3 separate regions of the Mus musculus genome follow, and regions 2 and 3 are each linked to region 1. The links are chromatin contacts, called in public HiChIP or PLAC-seq and Micro-C maps. All regions are on one chromosome and are shown on one strand. Each heading gives the region's core, a stretch centred on a gene start, on an enhancer-like site or on the middle of the called end of the contact. The rest is flanking DNA. Distances are from core to core; before and after follow the strand shown.

Region 1 (2,755 bases), core at 63-2,562:
TCCTTCTATATAGAAACTTAACATTTTTCTGAGAAATATTCTTCCCACGTAGAAGGTTAATTTTCTACATAGAAAACATCTTACATAGAAACCCATTTTTCAATACATAAACTGTCTGACTTTTAATAATATTAAGATTAAGACAATTAGTATTAACATTTCTTTAACATGGTCTCGTCCTTTACAGTTGTCCTAAGCTTTTTTTTGTTTAGTTTTGTTTTCAAGGCAGGGTTTCTCTGTGTAGCCTAGCTGTCTGGGAACTCAAAGGTCTGCCTGCTTCTGCCTCCTGAGTGCTGGGACTGAAGATGTGTGCAACCATGACCGGCTTGTCCTAAGTTTTTTGATAAAGCTGGGAAAGAGTTCTCCAAAATTCATCTCTAGTTGATGTTTCCAGATTTCAAATCTTGTCTGGTTATTCGGTGGTGTCCCAAGTACTGAAATGTGACATTTTTCAGCAGCACAGTGATTCAGCTAACAGCAGTCTCCATTTAAAAGTTATTTTACAGGCTGGGACTGTAGCTTAACATAGTAGGCATGCTAGTACCAGTATGCACAAGACCCTGGGTTCTATCCCCATTAGGAACAAGAAGAAGAAGAAAAGAGGAAGAAGAGGAGGAGGAGGAAAGAAGAAGAAAGAAGAAGAAGAAGAAGAAGAAGAAGAAGAAGAAGAAAAAGAAGAAGAAGAAGAAGAAAGAAAGAAAGAAAGAAAGAAGAGAAGACACTTTGTGTTTGCCAACAAGTTCCTTTGTACCTCATACCAGAGTCCTACATATCAGGCATTATTGAATGTAAAGGACTCAAAAATTAGTAACCATTCTTGTATTCATTTATCATGTCTACATAGAGAGGACTCTACACATCCCCACGCCCCTTTTTGGTAATTTATCTGAAGTGATGGTGGCAGAGCTGGTTCTCAAAACCACGTTGACTAAAGCAGTTAACTTTCTGTGGGGCTTTTGCAGCAGTAAAGCTGTAGAACCGGCCGAAGCTGGCACCTGCCGTTCAAGGTGGTGGCCAGACTCCCCGAGTTAATAGGCTTTTCAGCCAAGAACTCAGGAAGTTCCTCGCTAACTCTGATCTCAGCTACCACTCACTACAGAGCAGATCCCCGCGGCTAAGGCTCCTCGCTTCCAGAACGGAAAGTGTGCTCTGCAGGGCACTTCCCCAACGGCCTGGGTCTCACGCCTGGGTCCGCGGTGCGAGCGGAGGCGACAGCTCGGCGGCCCCCGCACCGCGGCCGGCTGGGCTGGGCGGGGCGCAGGGCCGGTCCCGCCGCCGCGAGCCCCAACCTGCCCGCCCGACCTGGCGGCGCAGTCTCGCGGGATCGCCCAGCTCTCGCTCCCCGTTGCGGCCCCGGAGGCGGTCGAGGCCCGGACGCTGCCCCCCACCGAAAGCTCGCCCCGGCTGTCTGGGGTGGCGGGGCCGCGCGACGCCGAGGGACAGCCACCTTCCTCTGCCGCCCGAGGTGAGGCGTCCCCGGCCCGACGGGGCGGGCGGGCAGCGGCCGGGATCGGAGCCGCAGGTGCGTCGCCTCGGAGTCCCACGCAACTCCTGGAAAGTGACTCTGGGTCCCCGCAGGCCGGGGACGGAGCTGCTCGGCTGCAGGCCGGGAACAGGTGCCCGACGCGGGACCCCGGGGGCTCAGGGGAGCCTCCCGCAGTCCCCATGAGCTGACCGTGGAAGGTTTGCGCTGGGTGGAATTCGGGGTACAGGGGGCACGGGGTGAGCGCGTTGAAGGGGAAAGTGCTGGAGGTGAAGAAGCGCAAAGGAGTCACCACCCAGGCCCACTCTTCCTAGGGGGACCTCGCTCAACCCCAGCAGACTGATTTTCGCCTTTGCGAAAACAGGAAAGGCACATCCGCAGAAGTCTGCGATTGTAGAGAGAGCTAAAGTTGAAGAACTCTGTCTGGGTCACTTGTCCTCATTTTCCCCATATAGTGAGATGGCCAAGGGGCCCCTAGACCCCCTTTCTTCTAACCACCATCACCCCTTTCCTCGCTCCAACTTGCTTATGCCGTGCCTCCTCTTACCCGGTGTTTTAGACAGTATAACCCTTCATCAGCAGTTCCCTAGAATTGAGGCTTCCTTAGCAAAGTGATACATCCGCGCCCGGGCAGGTGGATATGTCTCTTGCTAGGATGGAATTTTCCACATTTTTTTCTTTCTTTGTAGCATTAGTTACCTAGCATGACATTTGACTTGGATTTGACTTTGTGACGAATGTTACTGATAACACACTTTGGGTTTGTTTTTACAGCAGTTGCCCCAGAATTCATTTTCAGGAAACAGCTTCTATCAAAATGGTACAAAGAATGCAATGAGGAATTTGTACATTTTATCTCTGATTTGAGAATCTTTTTGATGCGGAAAGGAGCATAAGAATAATCCAAGCCATGTGGTAAAATCGGAGTCTGGCAAGATGGAAAGGTCCCCGTTTCTGTTGGCGTGCATTCTTCTGCCCCTCGTAAGAGGACACAGCCTTTTCACCTGTGAGCCAATCACCGTTCCCAGATGTATGAAAATGACTTACAACATGACGTTCTTCCCTAACCTGATGGGTCATTATGACCAGGGGATCGCTGCTGTGGAAATGGGGGTGAGTGGATTTTCATGCCTATATTGAAAATTAGTTTATACGTAGTATTTTTCTCTTAACTATTACTTTTTAATCTTTAAACATAGTTTTTTTCCCAATCATATTTTTTAAAGTAGTTTTGAACATTAAGTTCCCCTCCTCCCGCTGTCATATTTTGTC
Region 2 (2,700 bases), core at 61-2,560, 41 kb after region 1:
TCACAACAGCTAGGAAATGGGAACCATTTAGATGTTCATTAACTGACTAATGATAACGAATGCGAGTTGTATTAAACATCACCATTTTCTTCTTGTTTTGAAACAGTTTCTTGTGATGTAGTCTTAGTTGACTATCAACTCACTGTGTAACCTTAGCAGACTAGCAACTTATATATAACCCAAGCTGGCCTTCAACTCATAGAGGTCTGCCTACTTCTACCTTTCTGGTGCTGGGATTCAAGGTGTGCTGCACTATATCCCACTTAAACATTAACATTCTCAACACTATTTTACAGTACCAATTTCCTAGCCTAACACTCCTAGAGAGACAGGCCCTTCCTGCCTTCTTATGTGCAGTCTTTCCAGACATCATATGATAAAGATATTTTGGTTTTGTTGTAGTTGAGGTGTTAGAGATGGAACGTGGGCTTTAGGCATGCTAGACAATTGCTCTTTCTATGTATATACCTGGCTTCCCAATGGTGTTTTGCATGGGACAAGAGAGCTCTTGGATTTTTAAGGCCAGATAGAGCACATCTGACCTCCACAAGTACACAGTGAGGAGAAAACTGAACGTGAGTATGCAAGAGATAAGAATACATAAAGAATGCAGTTACAAAGAATGAACAGAAGTTTAAATACCTTGGTATGAAAGCCTCCAAGGATAAACAAACAAACAACCCCACCCCCATCAAGTAGCTAAATTATACTTGTAAATAACAGTGCTGTGTAAACAACCCCCAGGGGATGATACATTAGGTTTACTATGGTTACATATATGTAAGTTTAGAAAGCTTCTATTATGTTCTTGATTTGACATCACCATTAAGATAAGGCATAGTGTATACATTTGTATATATTTTTGCATGTGTATATCCAGATGTATGTGAAAATAATCAGCTTAATGATTTTCAGTATTTTACTGTCATCTTGGAATTTATAGTATTTACTAGTTAAAATTTCCTTTTTCCTTCATTCCCCATTTTTCAGAAATTGCATATTTCTTTCTGGAACACAGCACGCAAGATCTTATCTAGTCATTCTGCATGTGAAAACTAATATATGAAATATATAACTGGCATAGTTGATTATTCCTCCTGCTGTAGCTTCGTTTAAAACTTGACTTTGACAATTTTTATGTTTCTGGATAGAAAGCTTAGAAATATCTGGCATGTCTCACCTATACTGAATTCTAAGTTAAATATTTCAAGATGCCTTTGGTCAGCCAAGCCTGACTCTTGGTATGCAGACATGAGCAAATCACTAAGAAAAATAATTAAAATTTTTACTTTGGATAAGCGGCTTAGAAACCAGAATATCTGTTGAACATATTAGCAGTGACTCATAACCACATGAGTTAAATATCCTGAAGGATGAAGTGTTTAGCTCATAGTTCTGGATGTGTTAGGATCTAAAATTATTATAACTCTAAAAAATGATATTGAATTAGCTATACTGGACCTGATTTCTAACCTCAAGGCCAAGAATTCGCTAATAATGTACCCTGCTAGGCTCAGACATGACAGGAGCCTCCCTGTTTACCTCTCTTAGACTGCTTCGTTCCAAGTCTCTGTCAGACAGAGGACAGAAATATTTTTGAGGCAGTCCAGGGCGTGACTTGCTTACTTCTAGTGAAATGCCTAAAATCTCAGAACAAAAGGAGTTCTAGTGACAAGTTGTAAAAGAAGAGAAACCTTTTGGGAGCTCCCTGGGGGTTCCACCATGTGTGGATTTCCTCCATCAGCCAGAAAGGAAGAGAGCTGGCCATGGGTACACCATCAGGAAGGGAAGAGAGCTGGCCATGGGTACACCATCAGGAAGAGAAGAGAGCTGGCCATGGGTACACCAGCAGCCTGTGTTAGTATGTTCCTGTTCTTGAGCATCACAGAGCCATTGCACTATGACTTCAGGGTTTTCTAGGCTACTATTCGTACAGGAATTTTAATCCAGCAACGGGGCTGTTCTGTCAAGGGATCACATCTGAAGACCTTCTAGGTCTGTGTGATCTGGCTGGAATGTAGACACGCCACATACCTTTAATCCCTCTGGCTGGAATACACACAGTATCAATCAGTCCGGAAAGAGGAGCTAAGTTCTGTCATCCAGCAGTGTGGTGGCTTTTCCTCCCGCCATAAATACCTAGATTGCCAGCCAGTTTTGAGCAACTCACAGTCTCACCTCATAGATAGCAAGCATCCTTGCCAGCTCACAATGGTTAGGTTCATTTCCTTTATGTGTCTAATATGTGTGCTTGTGTGTGTGCATGTGCGTGTACATGCATGTAGAAGCCAGAGGTAGATATTGGGTATCTCATTCAATCATCTACTTTCTTTAAGACGGGTCTCTCACTAAACCTGTAGCTCACCAGTTCTGCTAGCTGGCAATTCTTCTCATGGGCTAGCCAGTGAATTCCTTGGATGGGTCTATTCTTACCCCTCCCCTCCCTACACCCCCAGCTCTGCAGTTACAGACACGTGCCTGGCTTCTTTCGTTGGTGCTGCGAACCTGAACTCGGATCCTCATAGGCTTCATGGCAGTTATTTTTCCAATCAAGTCACCCGCCCCCCCCCAGCCCTAAGTTTCTGTTACTCTTGCCAGAAGCATATTAATCAATTTAACAATTACCTCCTTGGAAGTGATACCTATACCCCAATACAGAGGGTAGGTCACATGAGAAACACAATCAATGTCTACCGAAAT
Region 3 (2,700 bases), core at 65-2,564, 55 kb before region 1:
CTAAGCACACCTTCCTGCAGAGTATGACACAGCATGAGTCTGAAAGGACTGTTAACATGCTTGGGCTTATTAAGGTCCAAGTCATATCAAACTGTACCAACAAACTCACATCTAGCAGCAATAGTAGTCTGGCGGCATGCTTACGTGACAGTTCAAGAGAAGTCACCCAAGCGGATTAAGATGCAGATGCTCACTGCTGTCTCTGACTTATTTCTCCAACACAAGTAGAACTGTAGACTGTATGTTTATTAGTGTTAAGATTCACTGCCAACCTTGTGCCAGCTACAGTAACAGTCGCAGAGGGATTTGGAGTCGGGAAGTCACGACTGTACTTCTGACTCTGTGAGGAGGCTTGGTACTCAGGAGACTGACACGGACCCTGTGGCACAAGACCAATGATTGCAGTGGAATCTCACACTTAGGTAAAGGTAGCTTTCTGTCAATCACAGATGTATGTCTTCTCCTTTGCCGTATACACCACAGTTCCCCCGCCACCCCCAACCTCTCTCATCTTGACTCCTTGTCAAAGGGCTTTTAGGGAACTTCATGTTCTGACAATTTAACTAATAAAACAAAAGCAAGCCCCGTGACTCCTGTGTCCTCAGCGGCATTGCTGGGCAGGAGTCCTTCCACAGGGTTGGCCATGGGTCCAATCCTGCAAGCTCAAGGGCTTGCGCTCCAGGGCATGTGCGCTGTGTTTTGACATGCTGCTTCCCCAGTTGATGCTATCGGCCATGGGCTAAGGCCGGCTTCTCTTCCCAACTCTGTGTTTGCCTCAGCTCATTGGAATTTACCATCTGGGAAAGTTGTCTCTGCAAATACAGAAACACGTTCTCACTCTGCGAGGAGAAGGGAGGGAGGGAGGGAGGGCCTGTGATCTGGCACACCATTGAAATTTCCATCTGGCAAGTTTTAAATGTGTGTTTAAAGCAGGAACTGACTCTTACTATCCTAGTGGGATAACACTTTCCATTCTGAAGTTTGTGTCAATAAAGTCATTAATTTCAAACATATGTGAATGGTTACAGAGGCTCTTTACTGGAACCTTAAATCTGTATGCACAGCTGGTTAGAATTTTTTGAAACAAAGGCGTTTCACATAAGTCAAACAGCCCTATGAATTAGATGAACTAGATATGGGGGCTGCAATTAGCTCTAACTTACACTTACAGAGGGATTTATAACTTTTTAGCCAGGAATTGGTGACCTGGGATGCCAGATAGGAATGTCAGCCAACGATCAGTGCTTCCTCACCATTCCCGTACCTGACTCAGAATGTCCAGCATAGTTGAAACAGATATCGAGAGGGAGAACTGTCTCATACCCTGAAACTGAGCCAACCCCAAGCTTAGGAGGACAGGGGATGACTGGAGAGGGCTATGATTAGAGAGCTGGGGCCAGCCTGGGATCACTTAGCCTTCTGGACAGGGTAAGCCTGGCCTTGTATGAGAAGGCTCTCTGGGTTAAGGTCAGGAAAGAAGTTCATAATTGAGGAAAGAATAAACTGTCCTTATAATAGGTGTCTGGGCCTAAAGATTAGGAACTGAGGGCTACCTAGGTTGCAGCCAATGCCCTGCATTCACAAGATGTTCCTCTAGCTGCCCGTCTCCCCAGTGCACTCAGACCTATTTGACCAACTAACCTCCATTTGTGGCCGCTCCCCAGTGTCACAGAAAGACCTCTCCTCCATATCTGTTTCTCTAAGCAGGGTCTCCAAGGAGGGGCTGTTTTGCTGAAATCAGATCAAAGGCATGGTTTATTCAGCTGCCCTGCTGTACAAACATTGGAATTCTATGTACATAGATCCAGCAGGCACCCCTCACTGAAAACTCCATATACATTCTTTCCTTCTCTGCCAATCATACATTGATTTATAATAAGCACTGCACTTGTGAGTCTCCTTTTCCTCCTGCTGCTTAGAATGTGGAGGGAAAAGCTGCAGACATACTGGTCCATTGGGACAGTATGTCACCTGTCCTTGGCAGTGGAGCAACCAAGCTATTTGAAGCTATGCCAAACGGAGCAACAAATCGGAAGAAGACGGGGTTCCTGGTTCTATGCAACCTCCCTGAGCCCAGAACTGTACATACTTAGGCCATCTGAAACCAAGAAATATACATCTGCTTTATTTAATCTACTCTTACAGGTTACAATTCATCAGCAAACCTAATTCATTTTCTCTTGAAGAACTGGAAGGTCTTTGTCCCTGGTCCCTTGGTACCAAGTTTGCTGGAGCTGATGTCTGCATATCTAGAACTGGTGCCTGCAGACCAGTGTGACGTACATATAGTAACTCCGCCTTTGTCACCTGCCTGAGGTGCATGGCTGTGCAACCCCTCTCCAAATATCTGGTTTTCTTGTTCTTATAAGGGTCTTTCAAATACAGATTGTCCCTCATCATTTCCACAAGTCTGGGAAGTAGCTAATCTTGGAGAATTTCTCTGAGGAGGTAAGTTGCAAGTATGATCCAGTAGCTAAAGGTATGCGCTTATTCACTTTCATGTACTATATTTATTAAAAAGTTTTGATGTGCCAGAAATTGGAAATTATTGCATCTGTCTGTCTGTCTATTTATTGTTTTTATTGTTCTACTAAAATATTATCTCCTCAAGAGCAAGGGCCATGTCTACTTTATTGCCAATTTCTAGTACATTAAAGCTTTTCAAAAAATATAGACTGCATTTTGATCTTATTTATGCCC

What was found. HiChIP or PLAC-seq counts read pairs in DNA pulled down with a chosen protein or histone mark. Hi-C and Micro-C count contacts between places; a contact is called where the count stands out from the background.
Region 2: a Micro-C map of the HL-1 cell line shows a contact between it and region 1, with 2.2 times the contacts expected there. The contact joins the enhancer-like site here to the promoter of Fzd6 in region 1. A contact is called at or near these places in 1 of 39 promoter capture datasets (cranial neural crest), 1 of 15 datasets of contacts at CTCF or cohesin (the NIH/3T3 cell line), 6 of 484 Hi-C or Micro-C datasets (the HL-1 cell line, the N1E-115 cell line, cerebral cortex and 2 more), 5 of 115 datasets of contacts at active chromatin or transcription factors (embryonic fibroblasts, embryonic stem cells, extraembryonic endoderm stem cells and 1 more) and 3 of 9 other capture datasets (adipose tissue, liver and pancreatic islet).
Region 3: a contact with region 1 is called in a CTCF HiChIP or PLAC-seq map of the NIH/3T3 cell line, with 23 read pairs. The contact joins the enhancer-like site here to the promoter of Fzd6 in region 1. A contact is called at or near these places in 1 of 15 datasets of contacts at CTCF or cohesin (the NIH/3T3 cell line), 12 of 484 Hi-C or Micro-C datasets (the HL-1 cell line, Sertoli cells, embryonic fibroblasts and 6 more), 7 of 115 datasets of contacts at active chromatin or transcription factors (embryonic fibroblasts, embryonic stem cells, extraembryonic endoderm stem cells and 3 more) and 2 of 9 other capture datasets (adipose tissue and pancreatic islet).

The regions. Positions count from the first base shown.
Region 1 is chr15:39,004,968-39,007,722 of GRCm38.p6, forward strand. It overlaps Fzd6 (frizzled class receptor 6), which reads left to right and starts at 1,313. Exons shown (of 7, transcript NM_001162494.1): 1 at 1,313-1,465; 2 at 2,258-2,596. The coding sequence starts at 2,420. Gm26704 (a long non-coding RNA gene) reads right to left here and starts at 2,102. Exons shown (of 2, transcript XR_875317.3): 1 at 1,095-2,102.
Region 2 is chr15:39,046,426-39,049,125 of GRCm38.p6, forward strand. All of the region lies in intron 1 of Gm7194 (a long non-coding RNA gene), which reads left to right. Among named protein-coding and RNA genes, the nearest start is that of Gm7194, 5.6 kb to the left of the region's middle. Within about 2 kb of position 1,311, at least 29 of the 459 cell types and tissues checked have an H3K27ac peak or open chromatin away from gene starts, as enhancers often do. A contact at or near this core is called in the HL-1 cell line, the NIH/3T3 cell line and embryonic fibroblasts, where this site is marked.
Region 3 is chr15:38,950,252-38,952,951 of GRCm38.p6, forward strand. Baalc (brain and acute leukemia, cytoplasmic) reads left to right here. Exons shown (of 2, transcript NM_080640.6): 2 at 1-1,013. Among named protein-coding and RNA genes, the nearest start is that of Baalc, 18 kb to the left of the region's middle. Within about 2 kb of position 1,315, at least 88 of the 459 cell types and tissues checked have an H3K27ac peak or open chromatin away from gene starts, as enhancers often do. A contact at or near this core is called in the NIH/3T3 cell line, adipose tissue, embryonic fibroblasts and 3 more, where this site is marked.